Regions from separate parts of the Sus scrofa genome. Here all the other regions are linked to region 1. The links are chromatin contacts, called in public HiChIP or PLAC-seq maps. All regions are on one chromosome and are shown on one strand. Each heading gives the region's core, a stretch centred on a gene start, on an enhancer-like site or on the middle of the called end of the contact. The rest is flanking DNA. Distances are from core to core; before and after follow the strand shown.

Region 1 (3,159 bases), core at 215-2,714:
ATTGCATCATGGCAATTCACCACCAACTACAGACCTTTCAACCAGCCTAGTATGCATACCCATAAGCTATTACCAACAGAGGCAAACCAGGGACCCCCATTTCTGGTTATTGCAATGTCCGCTCCCTGTCTCATTTCATCCCAATCAGCTCCTACCTCTCCTTGATCTCCACCCAGCTCCTGACCCAGGATCTTGCCCCTGCATGCATCCTGTTCTTGTTCTTAGAATCAGTGAGTCTATTTGCTCTCCTTGGCTCTTCCTCTTTAAGAAGATTGTGGCTCTTTTCACTACTGACTAGCTAAGGTAGCCCCCACGCCACCCTCCATGCTGGTTTTAGCCCCTCACACTCAAGTCCTAGCATGCAGGTAGATGGGTGGGTGTAGCTCCCTTAAATGGGCCATTTGAGAAAACTGATATTTTTCAGTCTTCCTGTACAAATTTTTCTTTTTGTCTGTTTCTTAGCATTGTACGACAGAGAACATGGAACTAAGTCATTTTCATGCTATTAGCACATTTGGGGAACAGGCTTCCACAGTAATTAATCTAATGAAGATGACCCTAGACTGAAGAAACAGCAATTAGAGTTGCCTGAATTGACATTAAGGGAAATGAAGACATTCACATTCAGAGATAAGGTCTTTAAATAGGAGGTAAAATTAATAACAGCCCAAACTCTATGGAGCAGGAAAGAGCTTCAAATGACTCAAGGAAGACCGGGAAACATGCAGAGCAGTCCATCATATTCAAGTGAATACAAAAATGGTGGTATCCTATCATGAAAATATGTGCAAGAAGGGATAAGCTAAAAGAAATGGAAAAATTAGAACTGGTCAACCATACACAACCTAAGTGAAAGATTTTTCTCTGAATAAATTTTTTCCCAGGTAAATTTTCAGTTGGTACTTTCCAAACATAAATAACCAACTTTTTAAGTAATAATTCAAATTCTGTGCTATTCAGGGCTGCAATATGGAAACCAACAGAAACCCTGTGCTAAGAGTGCCGGGAACCAAATACTGCCTACTCAGCTGAACTCAGCAAGGGGTCTGCACATCCAGGGTCGATCAAGGGAACGCCCATCTGGGGGGTTTCTATCCAGATTGAGGAGACCTATCAGAACTAATTATTAGCAATAACAACAGCTATTGCTGGTTTATTGCCCATCAAACTGGGGATGGGACTAGAATCTAGTATGCCAGGTTCTATTTTTAACCTGATAGGAAGCCAGGGGCCGAAACCAGAGGGGAAAAGCCTAACCTAAGGAAGAGTTTCTTCAAATGCTTTCTCTATACTGATTTCTATGTAGAGGTTGATCACATGGGACTAGCCAGGGAATCTCTGCCCCTCTGGAAGGCAACCGGTATTCCAAACATTGTTCACTCACCAAGCAGAAGGGAGAGCGCTGTCAAATCTCCAAGGCCGCTTGTAGGGCAGAGAAGAAATATGCTCATTGTTGCTGATGCTGTTACTATTAATAAATGGGGCTTCATGAATAAAAAGGGAAGTGAGCTATGACATTATTAACATTAATCCTTCTTCGTTACTTCTTCTTTGAATTTTTTAGTGTTTTTTTTTTTTCTTTCTTTCTTTAAGACTCACATGCCCAGCCAAGATTCAAAGCTTCCTTTTGGCTAAAGTTCTATTTCTATGTCATTATTATATTTAGCCTTGAGTAATCACAATTAATACAATTTTTTAATGTACAAATGAAATGTGCTATAAATTCTAGTTATCATCATATTAGGTTTTTTCCTTTCTTTTTCAAATGAACTTTATTTGAAGCAATTTTTTTTTTTTTTTTTTTTTTTTTTTTGCTTTTTAGGGCCATACCACAGCATATGGAGGTTCTCAGGCTAGGGGTCGAATCAGAGCTACAGCTGCTGGCCTATACTACAGCCACAGCAACATCAGATCTGTGCCACGTCTGTGACCTACACCACAACTCAGGGCAACGCCAGACCCTTAACCCACTGAGTGAGGACAGGGATCAAATTCGAAACCTCATGGTTCGTAGTCAGATTCATTTCCACTGCACCACGGTGGGAACTCCTGAAGCAATTTCTAACATTGGCCTGTGGGGCAGGAGGGAAATGTGGTGCCAGCTCATCATGCTGGTTTTTAATCATTATTATTAGGTGACACCTGAGAAAAAACATAAGCCTATCATGCGCCCTATCAGCTTCTTATTTCAATCCTAAATATTTGGCCATTTCTGCTATTCGGAGAAAGAGAAAGAGAATCCAAACTTCCTCTTTTTCCATTTGGCTACAAGCACATCTCATGGCTTATTTTTTCCACACTCATCCCTAAAAAAGGCACTAGAGCTGAGCTATCTTGAGACTCTGTCGGAGTCAAATTAATATGTCATTGACTATTAGCTATTTCACAGGAGAGTTGAACGGACATTAAAAAAAATCATACTGGACTTTTACAGTAGTAAGACTTTGTCAACAGAGACCTAGTGCTAATGCAACTTGGCTCAAAAATTTTTAAATTGAGAGCTTCAGAAATTAACTTCATCACAGAAAATATTTCGCCGTAGGCAATATCCAGCTGTAGAGGCACGGAATCAAAGGTCAGAGAAATGTGCTTAAAAAAAAATAAATAAATACTTTTCAGACACCAAGGGTAGTGAATAGTAAGAGCTAGTGTCAGCCTGTTACAGTGCCAGGCTGAGCTAGCTGGTAAGTTCTCCGGTAAAGAAAACGCTTTTCTGGAATGATTATAATGGGTACTCTGTAAGCCCTGGGGCTTGGACTTGCTTTTCTATAGATGACTTTGTTCCTTCTTTACATTGCCAAGTTCAGTTTATATTTTTGTAGAAATACATTCTCATCATTTCAAGCGAAGATGCTGATTCGGCCACATTTCAGTTTCATTCTCATTTGAAGAAATGACCCCCTAGCTTGTTTGGAAGAGAAAATGCTACAAAAAGTTTCCCTTTGAAACTTTTATTAAACATTCAGAACTGAATGAAAGGAATCTAGATCTGGAAGGGATATGTCATATTTAAAGTTGAAAACAAAAACCAGGTTGTGGAAAGATGGAAAGACCGAAGGATTCACTAACTAGCTGAAAGTTAGAATTACAACATGCATAGTCGAATCACCCAAAACGCTCCGACTTAATATCAGCAGTGCCAATGAAAGAGGATTTGAA
Region 2 (3,159 bases), core at 475-2,974, 180 kb before region 1:
AATGAACCACAATGGGACCTCTCACGTTTACTGATTTCAGCTCCTCAGACTCACACACTCTCTCTTGTCCCTAAACCTGGGATGCCCTCAGGCTCTCTCCAAGAACTCCTATTTTTTCCTCGGGGTGGCTCCCTCCCTTCAGAGGAAGCTGGGCGGGTTGGCAGGTGTTTCGACGCCCGGACTGATGGGAGGAGTGCCAGCAGCTCTTACTTACCCCCCTCCCATGCCCTCCAGTGGACACCCTGAGCCCTGGGCTCATGTCATTCAGGCTAAGAGACTGACCCCCAGGGGACCTGTTGGGACATCTCAACTTTTCTCTTGTTGGCATAGGACAGACGACCCACTGTTACTGGAGTTCAGCTACTGGGTCCAGAAGGAACTTGGCACTTGTCCCCCATAAGGTGTCTCTGTCTCCAGACCTGCAGCTGGCCAGCACCTACCTGGCACCCAGGAAACCCTGTTGCATGAGGAAAACAGCAAACCCGGGGCCACACTCTGAAGTCTTTCTTGGAGGACGGGTTGGATGTGAACACTACAGCAGGTGAATGAGGGCTTCATTTTTGTGTTTTAGGAGAGCAAAGTTGAGTAGGTTAGGTAATGAAGTCATCCAGACCCCAGAGCACGGGAACCGGAGCAAGCAGGCAGGGTGTGCGCTCTCTGCTCCGAGTCGGACATGCGCGCTGGGTAGTGGAGGGAGGGAAAGGATGTCATGTATGCATTTTATTTCTCTCATCCACCATTTGCTGTCTTGGGACATATTCCATCTTGGATGAGGAACAGGGTCATAGGTCAATGCCAAAAGTGACTCAGTCAGGTCCAAGTACTGGAAATCCATGTTTAGCTTTTCCCTGGAGAACAGATATAGGATAAGCTTAACAGAAAGCAAAGCGGAGGGAGAGGTTCCATTGGACAGATTGGATCATGGGGTTTTGTAGGTTCATCTGACTTCACTCCTGTGTCTGTTGGCATTTTATGGCATGGAAAACTGGAACAAGCTCCCAGGATGTTGGTGCAAACAGGGACACCCTGTCCTGGCTGTGGTCCCTACAGGGAGGTTTAACTGGAATTTCTCCACTGTCTTGAGTTCAGTAGCTCTAGTGGGACCATTTCACTCACCAAAGCTCCAATTTTGCTTCTCCTGGATTGGGCTTAAAAACATAAAACCTCAGAAAAAAATTGTGGAACACACCATTTAAAAACATGCGCTATGAGTCAAATGTAAATACAAAGCTGTCTTTTTATAAAGTCTGAGTTTTATAAGGTTGCCAAAATGTTTCTCTGTCAGTTTTAAAAATTGAAGTAGAAGCCACTGAAGAGTGAAAAATATTCCATGGAGGAGATTCTCAGACACCGAATGGCCAGGTTTATGTCACAGAGAAGTCACTGTGTATGCACAAGAGCCCCTGGGGCAAGGCTGGTGAGCCGATGCCCAGGAGGACACGGAAAGATCACATGCTCCAGTGGAGCCCTGCAGTCATAACTGAGACGTAGTACTGACATTTGCCAAAGTTTCCAACCTGCCAGGCACCCCGTTTCCTACTTCCTGTTTGTACCTGTGTCCCAAACACATGGATAGACCCCCACAAAGAGGAGCCAGCCTCCAGTCTCAAGCCATCTGGGCCAGAACTGAGAGTGGGGAACTTGAGGACCACGGTCTCAGGGTTGCCATGGAAACAGTGCCCTTTGACCCATTTCCAAAGGCCCTAACCTCCCGGTGCCTCTGGACCTTCCTCTTCCTTCCCTTTTTCAAGTACTTCGTGTTCAGCTCTTAGAAATATTCAGTGAACAAAGCACTGGCCATACTTGAGCCAACTTCCAGACACCCCAAGACCTGATGGTCACTGCTCTGCTGTATTGCAGGCATTGTTGGCCCCGGGTGAGGGCAGATGTTGGCGTCAGGATTTCTACTGTCACATCCTGAGGGGAACCTCTCAGGCTGATCTGCAGGCTGACCCCAGAACTTAGGGACCCAGAATAGAAGTCGTTTTTAGCAATTTGACAGAATATTTTTTTCTTTTGAATCCAGTGCAAGATTGGGGTATTGTAATTTTTTTCTTGTATTTATTTTACAGAAACAATTGGACTGTGTGGGTTGGAAGTAAACAGCTACCCCTACAACTAAAATTCGTAGGTGGTTTGAGAAGCACTGAATGAGCTAGGCCACCCCTACAGTGGAGGATCCAGAGGCTGAAGTGCCCAGGGAAGGGGTGGTAGTTTTCAAGTTTTGCGATGTGTGGATAGAAACTAGATGATGGGAGTGCCTGTAAAGCCTGTGGAACAGTTTCTGTGAGGTGGGTGCTGTGTTCCACGTGCTAGCATGGCCCACCGGGAAGGGGGACCTGGACAAGGTGTGGATGGCCAGACCCACCCAGACTGTTCACCTTTCCAGAGTCAGATCAGGTTCTGGTTATAGATGAGATTTTCACTACCCTCGGGGTCCTCCCTTTAGCCTATGGGGACAAATAGGTCTTGGGCTGGTCTTGAGTCAGGGCCACATATAGATGTAGTGTCTGTTCAAGGGGCCAAACCAAGGTAGGTTCACAGAAGTTTGCGATTCCCTCTTCCCGCCCTTCTCACGGGCCTGTAGACTATGGGTTGATTGTACCCATCAGTGCTCTGTCTGCGTTCCTGGCTCAAACCTCAGCCTCCTCCAAGGAAGTGTGCTATAGAGCTGTTTACCCCCTGGCCACCTTTTTTTCTTTTGCTTTTTAGGGCCTCACCCACAGCAGCCTATGGAAGTTCCCAGGCTAGGGGTTGAATGTGAGCTACAGCTTTGAGCCTACACCACAGATACAGCAACATGGGATCCGAGCCGCGTCTGCGACCAACACGCAGTTCACGGGGATGCCGGATCCTTAACCCACTGAGCGAGGCCAGGAATCGAACCCGAATGCTCATGGGATACTAGTCAGATTCCTTACAACTGTGCCAAAATGGGAACTCCCCACCCCCTTTGCATAAAGGCAATTTGATCTCTTGTTGGGAGGGGCTGTTAGGGGAGTCCTAAAAGCTTTACTATGTGAGTAAGCTTTCCTCCAGGGCTGAATATTCCGTTACAGAGACGACTGACAGAAAGCTACAGCTTTGCTGAGAAAAACTGCTAACTAACCCTCTATGGTCCCTCTAATCTCACAACTCTCCTATCTTCCCTCATTCTAC
Region 3 (3,159 bases), core at 421-2,920, 160 kb before region 1:
AACATACACACACTGCTACTCATAAGATAGACAAACGACAGGGACCTACTGTGTAGTACAGGGAACTCTACCCAATACTTTGTAATAACCTATATGGGAAAAGAATCTGAAAGAGAATATATAACACTGAATCACGTTGCTGTACATCTGAAACTAACAGAACACTGTAAATCAACTATACTTCAACAAAAATTGATTAGAAAAGAAAGAAGCCGTAGGTCTTGCATTTCTTCCTACAGGCTCCATGTGCAGGACCCCCACCGTTAAGGTGGTCATAGAGCATCCTAAAGAAATCCCTGGGAAGCCAGGTGCCACCACGGCCTTGCTTTATCCCCAGTGAAATGGTGCAAAGAGCCTCTGAGGCACAGGGACAACTGTCCTCGGTGGAGGGTCCCACCCCCAGGCCACTCCCCTCGCCTTGGGGTCATTATCTGCTGAGATGTCCTGAGCCTGGCTGGCCCACCCTCTTCCCCGGGGAGGAGCAGACCTGTCTTCCTTGTTTCATGATGGTGGGGTTGGCTGCGGTGTTGCGCTGCGTGGAGCTGACGAAGCCACTGGTGCCCAAGAGGCCAAGGCGGGCGGAAGGGACATTCCGGGCAGGGATCTGGTACTGGCGTGGGTTCCGTCTGCCCATGCCACTGCCCACAGAGCCGGCCGTCGGGAGTGAGTTGGACTGTCCAAAGCCACGACTGTGAAATCAAGCAGAGAAGAACCAAGGCCATCAGTCATCCTCAGCCCTTCCCAGCCCCTAGGTGCCTCCTTGGGGTGGGCTCACATTTTGATAGTTATGAGGACTATGGGGGTCAGGGCTCTATGACTGAAATGACAGCTTAATCTGAGCACTAATAGCACTGGGACTCTACGGTGATTCTGCAATCCTCCTGACAACCCGAGGAAGCAGGCATTCTATCCCTTTTACAGCTGAAGTAAAACAGAGAGCTTAATAATTTCCAGAGGTCACACAGCCATTAGGGTGCAGTGCTGGAATATGAGCCCAGTTTCACCAGTGGGATCTCCTTCTTCCGCTGTGTCACATGCCCTGAGCCCTCACGGGCCCAGCCTGAGGCCACACAGCAAGAAAGCGCAGCGCCAGCACCAGTGCCCCTTCCATCAGACCAAAGTCTGTTTCTCAGGTCTGGGTGGGCAGCCGACTTGCAGGAAGTGGCCTTTGAGCATAAGCTCCCCAAGAAAAAAGACGGCATCTGTCCTCATCAATCCCGAGGGGCCCATGCTTGGATAGGCTGCTGGCAGTACATGCAGGTTGAATGAATGAATGACTCGGTCTCTGCCGTCATGATTGCCTCTCCGAATAGAGGAGCAGACCCCACATTGGGGGCTCAGACTGCCAGGCTAAGACGAGGGATATGAGGATGAAGATGATGATGTTGGCAAGCGTTTTGGGCCCAGGACAGTGACCGTTCCCGGTGTCTCAGGCCCTTCCTGCATGAAGACCCTGGTTACACGCTTCGCCTGGGTCTGCGCAGGGAGGTGGCCGGGGACCCCTGGCATCAGGCTTGGACACTCTGCTCCCATTGGTCTGATGACCTCAGCGCCGAAGAACTCTTCCCCTGCAGCAGGGAGGGAGCACGGCAGCCAGCAGGGTTTCAGGAACCAGCACATTCTTTCCAAGAAGAGTCAGCTTTAGTCATTCACTGCTTTTTAAATCGAAATGCTTTACCTCCAATGGCCACAAGATGGAACAGACTTGCCTTGCACAGGGGCAAGTCACACAGGGGAGGTATGCACCAAGCCTGTGTGGAGACTCTGGGAGACAGGGCTGACGTAGTTTAACCAGAAGGTGGGGAGGGGGCTGCTGCCAAACAGTTATTTCCCGGGAAAAAGAGAGTTTTGCGTGGCGGGGGGTGGGGGGAGGCGGTGGAGAGGGGAGGGGGCGGAGCATCATCAGTACAGTTATCTCAGAAAATGTTTCTTTCCTCCCCAGAATTCCTACATTTCCAAGGAAGTGGGGGGCGGGGAAGAGAATTCCACAGTGAACTGGTGGCAACTGATTGTTGGGCTTGTGTTTTTCCACTTCTTTCCAGGCTTTTGTAGCCAAGGGGTTCCCAGTTCTGGTCAGAGGCTCATCGACTCCCAGGGTCTGGGTCTCTCTGTTTATCTTATCCTTCCTCTCACTTTTCCCTTCTCTTCCCTCCTTCTTTTGCTAAGGTTTAAAATGTTTGGTTTGAAAGAAGAAATTTGAGGCAAGAGGAATAGGAGTAATTTCACGTAATGGGAGAGTCCTCCTTTGGAGTATGGACAAGGTGACAGGTGGAGACAAGGATCACGTGGTGTTTTTTATTTTATTTTATTTTTTAACTATGAAAACTTGTTTAATTTTTGGACTCAGAATTTTGGTCACCTGGTAGATGATTCAGTATTCTGCTAAGATTTTTCCTTATTTAGTGCAGATAGCTTTTTGGCTCATTTTCCTTTTTGGTTGGATTTTTAAAAGTTATTTCATATGCAAAAACAGAGCAGTCAAGGAGTGATGCTAAAGTGATCTGTGCTTCCAGGAAGGCAAGACAGTTTTCCTAAGCAATATAACATGGGCAGGGGACTCTGCTATGGGACACTTAGCCATGGGAGAAAGGTAGACTCCTAACGTTAGGACTCATGGAGCTGATGGTAGAGCCCAGAGTGTTTTGGGAATGACCTGGATGGAGGGAGAATTTGGTTAGGCCATCTTTCTAATGATGGTGGGACCCCACTGTGCTGCCTTTAGTTGGTTATTACAAAGCCAGACTTGTTGAGGGTTGTCACTGCTGGTAACCAGAGTGAATGCCTAAGTCACTTAAGATCACTGGACTTAATGAAATAATCATTCTTTCTGGAGAGAGAACAAAATGGCAAAAGTAAGTTTTCATTTTTCTTTCTCTTGCTCAGCCCATCTGTGTCTTTCTCTGCTTTCCTAAATCTAACGAACTGATTTCATTACCTTGAAATGCATGAAAAGGCTGATAAAATAACATTAATAAGAACCAATTAATTTGGGATTTGTGATAATTCAAGCAGGGCCCAGGCTGCAGTTACCTTTGTATTATGGGAAAAGCAGGTCTTCAAAGTAAATTAATAGCATAAAAATATCCCAGAGGTAATATTTATGAGAACAAATTATTTTCTGGAGCTTTAGCAACTTCCAGTTGAACATCCACAAGCACT

Evidence for each region. HiChIP or PLAC-seq counts read pairs in DNA pulled down with a chosen protein or histone mark.
Region 2: a contact with region 1 is called in an H3K27ac HiChIP or PLAC-seq map of alveolar macrophages. The contact joins two enhancer-like sites. A contact is called at or near these places in 1 of 47 Hi-C or Micro-C datasets (embryonic fibroblasts) and 1 of 2 datasets of contacts at active chromatin or transcription factors (alveolar macrophages).
Region 3: a contact with region 1 is called in an H3K27ac HiChIP or PLAC-seq map of skeletal muscle. The contact joins two enhancer-like sites. A contact is called at or near these places in 2 of 2 datasets of contacts at active chromatin or transcription factors (alveolar macrophages and skeletal muscle).

The regions. Positions count from the first base shown.
Region 1 is chr1:183,961,041-183,964,199 of Sscrofa11.1, reverse strand. The region is part of intron 2 of SAMD4A (protein Smaug homolog 1); the gene reads right to left. Among named protein-coding and RNA genes, the nearest start is that of SAMD4A, 47 kb to the right of the region's middle. Within about 2 kb of position 1,464, at least 6 of the 83 cell types and tissues checked have an H3K27ac peak or open chromatin away from gene starts, as enhancers often do. A contact at or near this core is called in alveolar macrophages and skeletal muscle, where this site is marked.
Region 2 is chr1:184,141,371-184,144,529 of Sscrofa11.1, reverse strand. No RefSeq gene overlaps it. Among named protein-coding and RNA genes, the nearest start is that of GCH1, 120 kb to the left of the region's middle. Within about 2 kb of position 1,724, at least 5 of the 83 cell types and tissues checked have an H3K27ac peak or open chromatin away from gene starts, as enhancers often do. A contact at or near this core is called in alveolar macrophages, where this site is marked.
Region 3 is chr1:184,118,717-184,121,875 of Sscrofa11.1, reverse strand. SAMD4A (protein Smaug homolog 1) reads right to left here. Exons shown (of 13, transcript XM_021102232.1): 10 at 488-689. Among named protein-coding and RNA genes, the nearest start is that of GCH1, 140 kb to the left of the region's middle. Within about 2 kb of position 1,670, at least 31 of the 83 cell types and tissues checked have an H3K27ac peak or open chromatin away from gene starts, as enhancers often do. A contact at or near this core is called in skeletal muscle, where this site is marked.